Linked DNA regions of Nomascus leucogenys: region 1 is linked to region 2. A link is a contact called in public Hi-C data. All regions are on one chromosome and are shown on one strand. Each heading gives the region's core, a stretch centred on a gene start, on an enhancer-like site or on the middle of the called end of the contact. The rest is flanking DNA. Distances are from core to core; before and after follow the strand shown. Region 1 overlaps LOC115832517 (a long non-coding RNA gene). Region 2 has its middle 28 kb from the start of DAD1.

The links. Hi-C and Micro-C count contacts between places; a contact is called where the count stands out from the background.
Region 1: a contact with region 2 is called in a Hi-C map of a lymphoblastoid cell line, with 13 times the contacts expected there. The contact joins two enhancer-like sites. A contact is called at or near these places in 3 of 4 Hi-C or Micro-C datasets (a lymphoblastoid cell line and an unstated tissue).

Annotation. Positions count from the first base shown.
Region 1 is chr22a:40,907,417-40,913,591 of Asia_NLE_v1, reverse strand. All of the region lies in intron 2 of LOC115832517 (a long non-coding RNA gene), which reads right to left. It also overlaps LOC101176513, LOC101179412, LOC115832515, LOC101179644, LOC101175986 and LOC101179288, and 2 more genes. Among named protein-coding and RNA genes, the nearest start is that of DAD1, 200 kb to the right of the region's middle. Within about 2 kb of position 3,086, the one cell type or tissue checked has an H3K27ac peak away from gene starts, as active enhancers do. A contact at or near this core is called in a lymphoblastoid cell line, where this site is marked.
Region 2 is chr22a:40,736,437-40,742,793 of Asia_NLE_v1, reverse strand. No RefSeq gene overlaps it. Among named protein-coding and RNA genes, the nearest start is that of DAD1, 28 kb to the right of the region's middle. Within about 2 kb of position 3,768, the one cell type or tissue checked has an H3K27ac peak away from gene starts, as active enhancers do. A contact at or near this core is called in a lymphoblastoid cell line, where this site is marked.

The DNA of each region.
Region 1 (6,175 bases), core at 1,837-4,336, 170 kb before region 2:
GTGGAAGGACCATGCAGAGCCGTCCCTGTGGGCAGTGTAGGTGCATAGCCAAGACTGAGGGATGTTTTAATAACTACTTCTCAATAAGAAGACCTATTTTATTCTGCACAGGGGTGTGGACCCAATCCAGGTCTCCCAGGAGGAATCTACTCTCACCCATAATAGGGGATTGGTTCAGCTCAGCTGCTCTCACAAAGGGCTGAATACAGCATGCAGCAGTACAGGCAGCTCCCCGCAGCTCCATGTGAAAATGACTCACAGCAGTTATGAATATCAAACCTCCTTTGATGTGTTCCCAGGCATGAAGAACAGCCACAGGAGGAGGAGACGGACCCTGGTTGCTAGCTCTGTGGGGTGGTGCACAGAGGGCCTGGACACATCTGGTACCATCCTGAAACTCCAGGAGAAATTCAGGCTGAGTAATTACCTAGGACTTCCTAGGATAACGGAGCTTCCTTTCATCTATCTCTCCCTCCCTCTCACCGTCTTTCTGTCTCCAGCTACAAGGGAATTAGATTCTCCAAGAAATTACAACCTGTTTCTGTACCTTCACCTTTCCCGAGGAGATAACAATTCACATCCCTGAATAAAAGTTGTTCTATTGAGCACAAAATGAATGCACCCCCCTCGCTCAGCATCTGTGCCAATTGCCTTAAAGCTATAGACCTGGCCTCCGTCAGCCAAGTGAAAGGATTTTCCTCTGTCATGGCCATTTCCAGACTCAGCCTTTCGAGTAGCCACATGGTACCTTGTCCTCCTAATAGGCTCTCAATGATAATTGAATAATTGAAAGGCTCTAATTCTCTGTTGTATTGGCAGCTCCCAAGACTGGGTTGATCACAATCGTCCACAGCAGAAGACAGCGGTGCTGACGGTCAAATGAGCATCAGGGCACACAGCAGAAGGGGAGGGTCAGCCACTGTCCCTGTATGCCCATTTCAACAGAAAGCTTATTTATATGCAAGAGGTGTTCCCCTTCCAGACAGGGTTCAAGAGCACATTGGTCCCTGGAAACTTGAGCAAAGTCTTCATGGTTATAGAAGGGAGTGGCAAAGGACAGGTAGGAGAGAATCAGTTCCACTCCATGCCTGCACATTTCATTTTCTGAAATGAAAAGCTCTCAAACACTCACAGAGATCTGCACATACCCACACATGGAAATAACATAAACAGCTACTCTTTACTGAGCAGTGACCACGTGTCAGGCACAATGCCTAGGGCTTCACATGCATCATCTCTAATCCTCATCGACGTTCTGGGTGTGGGAGTGAGGGCAGCTATTGTTATCCCTGTTTTATGGATGAGGAACCTAAGGTCAGAAAGGCTAAGAAACTTTCTTAAGATTGAACAACTACGGTAGAAGAGCTAAAATTCTAGATGGTTGGATTCCAAAGCATCATCTCTTAACCACTGTACTATGGGGCAATATGCTTATTAGCAAGTGCTCACTCTGTTGGAGGCACTGGGGTTATGAGGTAGTGCAGGAAAGACACAGTTATGAACTTCCCAAAGCTTCGTTTTTACTGCACACACATGCACACAGTGCTACATACACACATGCACAGAGTTACTATAACTGTGGTGTCTTCCAAGAGCCCTGTCACTAAGGTATCCTCAGTGTCCTACTCTCGGTCCTCCTGCACTTGAACCACAGTTTGAATTGTGCATAGGGTAAAGACTGAGGTCTTCTACAGAAAGGCCTAAGCTGCTTGAACTTTACAGACAATTATGTGAGCAATTCAATCTTTTATACATTATGCCGTAGTTACCCAGCTCCTGAACTAGTCATCGGGTATTTTATTTGTTTTTTAACATGGTCAGGAAGTTTCTGTGACTCATTTCTCTACCTTTTCAGAGGAACAAGGTAGGAGAGCAACAGGGGCAGGAACAGAGAGGATTTCAAGCTTGATGAAGGTTCAGGAAGTCAAGTCATAGGTCGACTAGAAGAAATACAGCAGGGGAAGATTTGGGGTGGGGCTGAAGCGCCATTGCTTCCATGACACCATAAGATAAGTGGTGATCTAGGTGTGCAAAGGTGAAACAAAACGAAAGACGCAGACATTGTACTAGTTGCAGATTTTGCCAAGAGCAGATTGGCTGCCAAAGCTACTTCAGCCTTGACTCATATAGATCCATGATCTGGGAGACAAGACAGCGTCCTGCTGTGCTGGACATCTTCCAGTGACATTGACCCAATTGGGGGAACTCCCTGAGGTTAAGAAAAACCTCCCTCCAAGGCTGAGTTAATGAACTACCTAGATGTAAGACAGGAGACTGAAACCATTTAAGTCCCAGGAAAAATGCAGACTTACCTTCTTATGACCTAGACCTCTTTGCAAATCTAATGAAAAAAGTTTGTTATGCACAGATGTTTCCCCCCAATTTTATTTCAGGTGATGTGTGCTCTTTCCTGGACTGCCCCTGAACCTGGAGGTAATAATTCTAGATCAAAGTCTCCCTAGAACCTTGAAAAGCGTGAACTGAGAAGACTGGATATACAGCTCTAGGTAACCAGTCCTCCACTGCCACCACCGTGCTTTCTAATCCCCAGGGGAGCCTGGTCATCTTGCTGGACAATTGCTATTTCTCCTGACAAAATCCAAGTTAGGAAACTGACAGGGTCTTTGTTTCTATTTCTCTCTACGCCTATCTCTCAAGGTGCCCCGTCATTAATGAATCTTAATCCTCACTTTTATTTCTCAACTCTGGCTCTCAATTTCCATTTTCCCACCCCTCATCTGGGGGAGCCATCCAGGAACCCCCTCATTAATCCACAGACAGCCATCTCAGGACTTCATGCTAAGAATTCATCGTTCCCCACTTTCCTGCATTTGAACACTGGAGGGCAATGCTGGACCGGCCAAAGCACTCTAGGTGCTCTGCTCCATCTTTGTCTCAACCTTGCCTGTCATTTCAGGATGCAGCCTCTGGTTGGAAGCCAAAACCAAGGACCAGTGGAGTGCCCATAGGCTAGCAGAGCAGCTAGGTCTATTACAGCAGCTCCCCCACACAGGATCATAGGAATAAAAGGTAGCTCACGGAAAAGCACATCGGGCTTCATGGGTGACACAGTCCCCTGGGAAAGAAACTGAGCGGGGTGCTTGCCTAACTGTGTCATTAACCAGAAACAATCTGTCTCTCTGACTAGGGGATGCAGATTCCTACCTGTCTTCACTCACTCAGATGTAAGGCCCTGGAGGGTAACGTCTTAGTAAGGTCTGCATTCCTGTAGCAGGCAGAGTGTTTGGCAACAAATACTTGCTGGATAAATAAATGGATGAATGCATGTATGGATACATATGTATAAAATGGAACTGGCCATTTTCAGATTTGTTGTTGTTTTCTAGCTCTTATGACACCTAAAGTTTAAATCATTAATCAGTTGCTGAGCATTCTTAGTCTTAAAGACAGCTAAGGATGGTCAGGTGGTTAATTAAATCATGGTTGTCATTGTACAAATGTTATTTCAAACACCACTTCAAGAGTTTCAGGTATCTTATTTTTAGGAAGTCCTTCATTATGTCATCCATGTGTCCTCAGACCTCACCAGCCTGTGGATTACAAAATACAGACACTATTTCATTAATATTCAATTTACAAGAACCTGCAGGCTCATCATGTGGAATATTGAGCATCCATGATGTCCCCAAGTGATTTGTGGGAATTTCATATGCCACAGTGGGTCCCCATGGGCTTGACAGTTCCATGGAGCCAGAGCTCTTCTTCAGGCTGTTTTTCATCATCTTGTGAGACTTTTCTCCAGGCTGCTCTCCCCTCTACCTTCACCACAATGGATCCCATGTTAGGTGGACACGGTCTACTCTCTTAATCATTCAAAGCACTGCTAAATGTTTGAGGAAGAAAGAAGAGCACATTTTGAGACCCAAAACCCAACTTGAGACTCTTTCTACCTCCAAGCAGGCTTACGCATAGCAAAGACCAGCTCAAGGCGCCCAGTAGAAATCTGCAGGCATCTCCATATCTCCAAGTGCAGACAGCAGAGGAGATCTTTTGTTCTCAGTCCAAGACTAGTTCTTTTCCTGCCCTGGGATGATTGACAGTGAGAAAAAACATTTCCTCCAGGGAAGCGCTCTACCTGCCCCTCCACCTTCTCAGATGGGGCCCAACCTTCATGATCCCGACAAAGCAAACCTGGTGCTCAACTGTCTTATTAGATCTTCTAATACTATGTGTGTGACATCAACAGCCCTAACTAAATTCACACTTGGGAAAAATATGCCCCTCATTCTAACTAAACAGACACCACTTAATTTTTCTAACAGAACACTTACTATTTTGATGCACAACACCTGTTTTTAGTTTTATGATGACTTCATAATCTCCAATACAATGAGTGAGTATTTATTTGAAATGAGAATAACCTCATTCTCAACCTTACTTTAGTTTTCTCAACAAAAGAAGAGTGCTCAAAGTTCATCTAGGGTCTTTACCTACAGAAATTCAATGCTGTCAGCAATCTTCAAGGAGCAGCTCTGCCAAAGGGAAAAGAAAGAAAAAAGGAAATCCTGCTTTTATAAGTTATCCCTATTATTAAAATTTCTAACAAATCTCTCCCTACAGTTCAGTTCAAACCTAGGTCCCCAGAGTGTATTGTCCTCATCCTTCTCATAAAAATGCTGTTTAAAAAAAAAAAAAAGAGTCCTTTGACACCTTTCCTGAGTGCAAACAGAGATTGAAAAAAATCATTCTAGGCTGGGCGCGGTGGCTCACGCTTGTAATCCCAGCATTTTGGGAGGCCGAGGCGGGCGGATCATGAGGTCAGGAGATCGAGACCACGGTGAAACCCTGTCTCTACTAAAAATACAAAAAAAAAAAAATTAGCCAGGCTGGTGGCGGGCGCCTGTAGTCCCAGCTACTCGGAGAGGCTGAGGCAGGAGAATGGTGTGAACCCAGGAGGCGGAGCTTGCAGTGAGCCGAGATTGCGCCACTGCACTCCAGCCTGGGTGACAGAGCGAGACTCCGTCTCAAAAAAAAAAAAAAAAAAAATAAAATGAAATAAAATTAAATTAAATTAAAAATCATTCTAAAATAACATTTTTCCATCACTGTCCAATGGGAGGTGAGTTGATCATAGGTGAAGCATGTCCTATTAGTATCTCTTGCTCAGGATGCCTTTGGTGTGAGTAAGGGATGGGTTTCTAGGGTAAAATCTCTGTTCTATATCTGCAAAAAGCAATGTACAGAAATTTCCATAAGAGAGGAGATTGGCAGTCAATACATAAGACTTCATAGGCAGGAAGTCTCCAGGGTCAGTTCCCTGCATTCAAATACAGACCTGCATCAGGGCTGTGATTTCCAGATCCAAGGCTCGGTGAGCGGATAATGCCTAAGGCCTGATGCCAGGCCTGATGTCCAGGTTTAACACTGATGGCAGGCCACAGACCCTCCTGTCTTGGGATTCCGAAAAGCCCAGAATCTTTCCCAGTTCCTACTGACACTCACTTTGGCTCAGGCAAGAAGTGTCTGAGATTGCTTCCCTTGAAACCATAGTCCTTTCTTATAATTCCAAAACCAAGCAGCCCTGTTTATGCTGCTGTGGCAGAGCATGGAATCTTGGTTAGTCCTTCCAAACTGCACACATTGGATTATCCCTGGGGAAATGACCACATTATGCTACTTTTGACTCCAATAAGGACTGTGAGTCCCAAATATTGCTAGTGTGGGAGCCAGGTCTTTCAGGTCATTCACCAGAAATTATCCAACCAGAAAACTTTCTTTCAAGTTCTGTTCAAAGTCCAGGAGTTTGCATACAGGATTCAGATGAGACTTCTAAGAATCACCTGTGTCTTGGATAGAGCACCCTGGCAGCCTCTTGAAAATCAATTCCCTAAAGAAATCTATCTTTTAGAAATGGACCTTCCCAAAGCCAGTGAGAGAATGGGAGGAATATGTGTTTTCCAAAGGGAGACATATATAGACTTTCATATCATTAATTTCTGAAGTCGGACCATGATAAATGTTGGTCAGAGTACAATGCACAGTTGCCCAAAGGAGGGGAAAATTAGCTTGGTTCAGGAGGACTAGGAAAGGCTCCCTGTGGAAGTTTTAGTTAAAGTGACTTAAAGGATGAATGATTTTGACAAATGAGGGATTGGAGAAGGACATGGCGGGCAGAGGGAGTGCAGCTTGAGCAATGTCAAGGAGGGATATAGAA
Region 2 (6,357 bases), core at 2,519-5,018:
CACACAGAGTTTCTGTCTTCAAGGAGTTAACAGTCCAGTGAGTAGTGGGTATGAAAGAGATGTGTTAATGGCTGCAACTGCAAGACAGAGGCTTTTGTTATGATATTATCCTCAGGCAGGAGTCCTCAGGCAGGAGGCAGGAGAACCAGTTGTTTGTCCCTAAGCGTCACTGCCCCTCACTAGCCTTCTCTCCTGGGGCCTTTAATTTTTCTGAGTCCCCATGTGTTATTATTCACATAGAGATAAAAACACCTGCCCACCTATTCTCAGTGTTGTTGAAGGGACTGAAAACAATAATGGGTGTGGAATGCTTAGTAAACGGAAATCCCAATGCAGATATGAAGTGGGAATGCATCAGAATGCCCAGAAAGACGAACCATGACCTGAGCAAGATGGGTCGGGCCAGGTCAGATGGCACTGCCATACTGAGAAAAAAGTGGGCTGGCTGCAGTTTCATGCAGCCCAGGATCGCTCAGAACTCCCCAGGCCCTGCTGGTGCGCTGGTGTTTCTCATAGTGTGTGGCCACCTCTCCAGTCATTTCTTCGGCCCTAGGAGCTTCTTTTTACACCATGATTTTGTCACTACCTCTGCAGCTTCCCGCCTCCTGCTTCCGGCTTCCGGAAGGAAGCACGCGATGGAGGGGAAATGACAGGGCCAGGAGGCAGTGGTCAGGCTGGGCCGAGTTTCTGACAGAAGCCAACACTTCTGGCCCCACAGTGCTCATGGCCTCCCTGACTCTCCTCACCACATCACAGCTGAAAAGGCTCATGTCTTATCTCCCCTCTCAACCTCTGGGGGCTTCTCTGCTTTCAGAAGGACCCCCTGGAGCCCCTGGCAGGACACATCCGAAAGCAGGGAGCCAGACTTCTGCAGCCCTCTCCAGCGGGCGGTTTCTGCAGGCAGCCATCTCCTCGCAGGCCACAACACCCCACATCACTCCAGGAGGGTTTCGCCACCTTTGAGAAGACAGGAGTCCAGTGTCTGTTCGCTCTGGAAATGGGGGCATGTTCCCATTCCAAAGGTGATAGGATCGGAGGGGAGGATCCTTCCCGTTTTCAAAGCCTTCCTAAAATCCCACTGAGTAGTGGGGAGGAGTGCAAGTCTACCCTTTCCCCGAACCACCCACATGAAATTTAGCAACAACAACAAAAGAGGAAAATATTAGAGGAAGATCATATAAGCGTAAGAAGACAAGGCTGGCAGGACCTAAGACAGTCTAGGTAGATGAAGGAATATGGTTTACGTGATGGGGAGCACCTGGTCTCCATTTCATGCTTCCAGCCTTGATGGGAGGAAAGTAGGTAAACCTTAAAAGGGACTTCTTTCCAGTGGAGGCTGCAAGATTCTATTTTTACCAACCTCTAAGGTGTCCACCTTATCCTCGCCGACCCAAGTTATTCCAGTGATTTACCAAGGGACATGGGTGGAACGACATCCTTATCTGGACTCCTTATTAACAATATCCTACATCTGTACAACACCAAAGCAAACATCAACTCTTTTGATCAAAATGATAAACCCAGGTGGTAGGCAGAGTATTCTCTCCCCTTTTACAAATGAGAAGGCACATGGAGCGGCTTGCACAGGATCACAGTGAACTAGGCCCTGATCCCCACCAGACTCGGATCCGAGGCTTTCCACAAAGCTCTGTGGACTCAGAAATACCAGGTGGTTCCAGATTCAGCCATCAGAGGAAGGAGCATGAATTGACTGGCATTCCGAGGCCCTCTAAGACTAAATGTCTTGTTTCCTGCCTCTGTGGCCCTTCCCTCTTCCTGACTCTGCCTGCCTGGATTTGATCCCCCATCAGGATGAGATCAGAATGGCAAGGCAGAGCTCTGTACCTTTAGGAGGCACTCCCTCAATAAATATTTGATGTCGTTGGGCACGGTGGCTCACGCCTGTAATCCCAGCACTTTGGGAAGCCAAGGCAGGCAGATCACTTGAGGTCAGGAGTTCAAGACAAGCCTGGCGAACATGGTGAAACCCCATCTCTACTAAAAATACAAAAAATTAGCTGGGCGTGGTGGTGTGCGCCTGTAATCCCAGCTACTAGGGAGGCTGAGGCAGGAGAATTGCTTGAACCCAGGAAGCGGAGATTGCAGTGAGTCGAGATCGTGCCATTGCACTCCAGCCTGGGCGACAGAGCAAGACTCCATCAAAAAAAAAAAAGTGATGTTTGTGGTCTCGAAGCAATACTTATCCACTACACAAGCATATGCCAATGGGGATAACTAATATCCAGACACACTCCCCATGGCTGGTCCCTTCGCTGACTCTTAGCTGTCAGATCTCAGCCTAAAGGTCACCTGGTCAGAGAGGTCCTTCCTAGCCACTCTAAGCATTTGCTGTCACATTATATTGTTTACTTTCTTTCCTTCACTCCACTCACGACAAAATTATTTCATTTATGTAATAATTTGGCTCTCTTCCCTACTGGAATTTAAGGCTCAGAAAGCGAGGTGCCTTGTCCGTTCTGATCACTTCTGTAGCACTTAACTCATAGTAAGCAAAAATTTAAAGGAAGGAGTAATAACGAAAGAATGAGCTCTGCCATCAGATGTCTCTTATTTATACCCTGACACTAGATTGGGGTTAAATGTTGATAATCACTGAAGCTGTTAAGACATATGGGAGCTTGCTAGCTTCTTCACGTGCGTGTATACGCACGCATGAGGGGAAATTTCAATTAAAAGTGAAAAACAAAGTTGTTTATCCCTGGGATTTAATAGGCCTGAATAGCAGGTCTCAAAGGGGGCTCCTAGGGAGGTCTCTCCCCTTCTCCCAGGAAGAGCCAGGCCTGCCATTGGCCACCACAGTGCTTTAGCTAAAAGTCAGTGAAATGGATGTGCAGCTGAGGGAGAAAAGCAGTACGTCATGGAATCCTCAGAGCTTCTGGTGAGCACTGAAAGGAATGATACATTTGTAGAGCAATTACATTCAGATATTTTCACCTACGTTTTGTTGGGATAACCACAGTATGAAGTATTATTATCCCCATGCTTATTTTATGATTTATCTCATTCAAAGCCTAACCGCTTTCAGCTAGACAGAAATAAGATTCAAACCTAACACTTGCTAACTGAGTCTCCATTTCCTCATCAGGAAAGTAAGAATGCCGCCCACCTCCTTCACGCAATGATAGGGAAACATTAAGTAACAGGAGGGCGCTTAACAGTTTGCCGGACATGTGGTCCACGCTCACTCACTCCTGGACAGGAAGGGCTGTGTCTTCTCTTTCCTAATGCCAGGCACTACCTAGCACAGAGCCTAAGTGTGTAATTATTTGCTAAATTTTAGAGACAAAAGGTCAACAGACAGTAAGCGGCAGAACAAGTCCTTGAATCAACACTTTCAGATCAAAGTGTTTTCCGCAACACCAGGCTGCCTCTCTGGTGGTTTGAAAATACTTTTTTAAAATCCCATTGACAGAACTTGGACCTACCTATAAAATCAATGTAAGCAAATAAAATATTTTGTTTAGTCCTTCATAAGCTTCCTCCCACTTTTTTCCTACTCTCTCCTCTAAGATCCTTGCTCTAGAAAGTGTTTTCTCCCACAGGAGAAATCCAATTTTTATATTTGTTAAAAAACTTTTACATTAACTGTAGTTATTAAGTCATTTCACACTCAAACTTTTATTATAGACGCCCAGAGCTGAGCTGCAACCCAACAAGATAGGAGAGCAGCAGAGTCTCCCGCTAAGTTTGTAAACAAGCTCCCTGGCCTCTATAACCTCCAACACCAGGGAGCACGCCTCTGTGACCTCCCCAAGTATTTTCTAGCCATCACAACAAAAGTGTTTTGAAGCCCAAGATGAAAGAATGTGATCACAAGAGGCCGAAGGTATAGGCTGCTCAGAGAAGAAAACAAGAGAGATGGTTTCCATGTGATAGGGGCCAGGAAATGTGTGGGCAGGAGGTGCTCAGGGCTGGGCTTCCCACCACTGCAAAGAATGGCAGGGAATAGACTTTCCACAGTGTTTGTGGTGAATGGCTTCCGGCCCCATAAAAGAGCACAGAAAATAAAAATAAACCACCCCATAGAGGTGTTGAGCAAGGGGAAGCAGGAAATGCTAGGGTCTACCTCACTCTCCATGCAGTAGTACTCAAAATCAACTCCTTCAACATACTTAAGCTGAAAAAACACCTAAGAATCAGAAACGCAATGGGGCTTCGGCGTGTGTCTTTAAGTTCAAGACAGGGTCTCGTTCTGTTGCCCAGGCTGAAGTGCAGTGGTGCGATCATGCAGTCTCTACCTCCAGGGCTCAAGTGACTCTCCAAACTCAGCCTCCCGAGTAGCCGGGACTACAGAGGTGCACTGCCACGCCCAGCTAATTTTTTTAATTTTTGTAGAGACAGGGACTCACTGTGTTGCCCAGGCTGGTCTTGAACTCCTGGGTTCAAGCCATTCTTCCACCTTGGCCTCCCAAATTTCTGGGATTACAGGTGTAAGCCACCGCTCGCCTGGCACTTTTTCAGCGTTGTCTTTTGTGTGTGTGTGTGTGTGTGACGAAGTTTCGCTTCCGTTGCCCAGGCTGGAGTGCAATGGCACAATCTCGGCTCACTGCAACCTCCGCCTACTGGGTTCAAGCGATTCTCCTGTCTCAGACTCCTGAGTAGCTGAGATTACAGGCTCATGCCACCACGCCTGGCCTATTTTTGTATTTTTAGTAGAGACGGGGTTTCATCATATTGGTCAGGCTGGTCTCCTGACCTCAGGTGATCCGCCCACCTCGGCCTCCCAAGGTGCTGGGATTACAGGCATGAACCACCATGCCTGGCCTCTTTTAAGAACAGGGTCTCACACTGTTGCCCAGGCTGGAGTGCAGCGGCTACTCACAGGTCCACAGCTAATTCTTCAGTACATGTCAAATTGAGAACCATAAAGCAAATCAACAGAAGCATAAAAACAAGTTACCTATAATGAGCCTTTAACTAAATCTAATCCCAAGACTCCGAAAGCAGTCTGTAGGTTTTAGCCCCAAAGCAAATATTAAAAAGACACACCAAAGAAGAATGTTTCCTGTTGATGGTAACTGGCTTGGGTAAATCACAACCTCTGAGACAATAGCTGATCTAGTAAATGGGAATTTAATACCTGTCCCATGTATCTCAAGATCATTATGAAAAATTAAACAAAACCTATGTATTAAAGACTCTGCAATTACAATGTCTTCCTTCATAAAATTACTCTTATTCCCAGTTTTCAACCCGTGTCTCAAAGTCCAGATGCTTTTCTTATTCAAAATTCCAATTTCTCTAGAATAAAAATTATCCAGAAGCCTCCTGATAAGGTCTGTGACATCTGTATATAAGTTTTAAAACAGATTAGGCCAGACACGGTGGCTCACGCCTATAATCCCAGCACTTTGGGAGGCTGAGGTGGGCGGATCACCTGAGGTCAGGAGTTTGAGACCAGCCTGACCAACATGGAGAAACCCTTTCTCTACTAAAAATACAAAAATTAGCCGGGCATGTTGGTGTGCGCCTATAATCCCAGCTACTCGGGAGGCTGGGGTGGGACAATCGCTTGAACCCAGGAGGCGGAGGTTGCAGTGAGCCAAGATCACACCGTTGCACTCCAGCCTGGGTAACAAGAGCAAAACTCTGTCTCACAAAAAGAAAAAAAAGTGCAGATTAAACTGCTCAATCATAATCTCGGTGAACTAGTATCACTTAAGAATGGCAAACCATGACCCACATAGCCACAGCCAATTTTCATAAATAAAGTGACAGTGGAACATAGCCATGCCCATTTGTTTAAGGAAAAGCTTGCGGACTCCTGACTCAGTGTGTTATCAGTTAGGCAGAGAGCTAGTAAGGAACATACAGGCCCAAGCTTTTCACCAAGTTCCTAGGTAATCTTGAGACACGCCAAAATTTGAGAACCACTGCTCTAGATTAGGGCTTCTCAAATCTTATTGTGCACATAAATCACCTGAGGACCTTGTTAAAATGAAGATTTTGCTTCTGTAGGTTTGGGGTGAGGCCTGTGCTCCCAGGCGATGCCAATACTGGTAGTCAATGACTACATTTTGAGTAGCAAGAATCCAGAGCAGTGTTTCTCCAATTTGCTGTGCTCTGGAATCACCTGGGTAGCTTTACAAACTACAGATGCCACCCCAAGAGATTTTTACTTAATTGGTGTGGGGTGTGGGGTGTGGCCTGGACGTTGGGATTTTCTTTTTACATTACCCAAGCCATGCTAACGTGCAGCCAAGTTAGAGAAGCTCGCAACTCATCATTCTCGGTAGTTGGCTAAATTTAAGTAGTGGCATTCTCAACATAGCTTCCGCCCCATATATAGCAACCCGACAGCACCCAAGATGAAAACAGGGCTGCGAGTATGACACA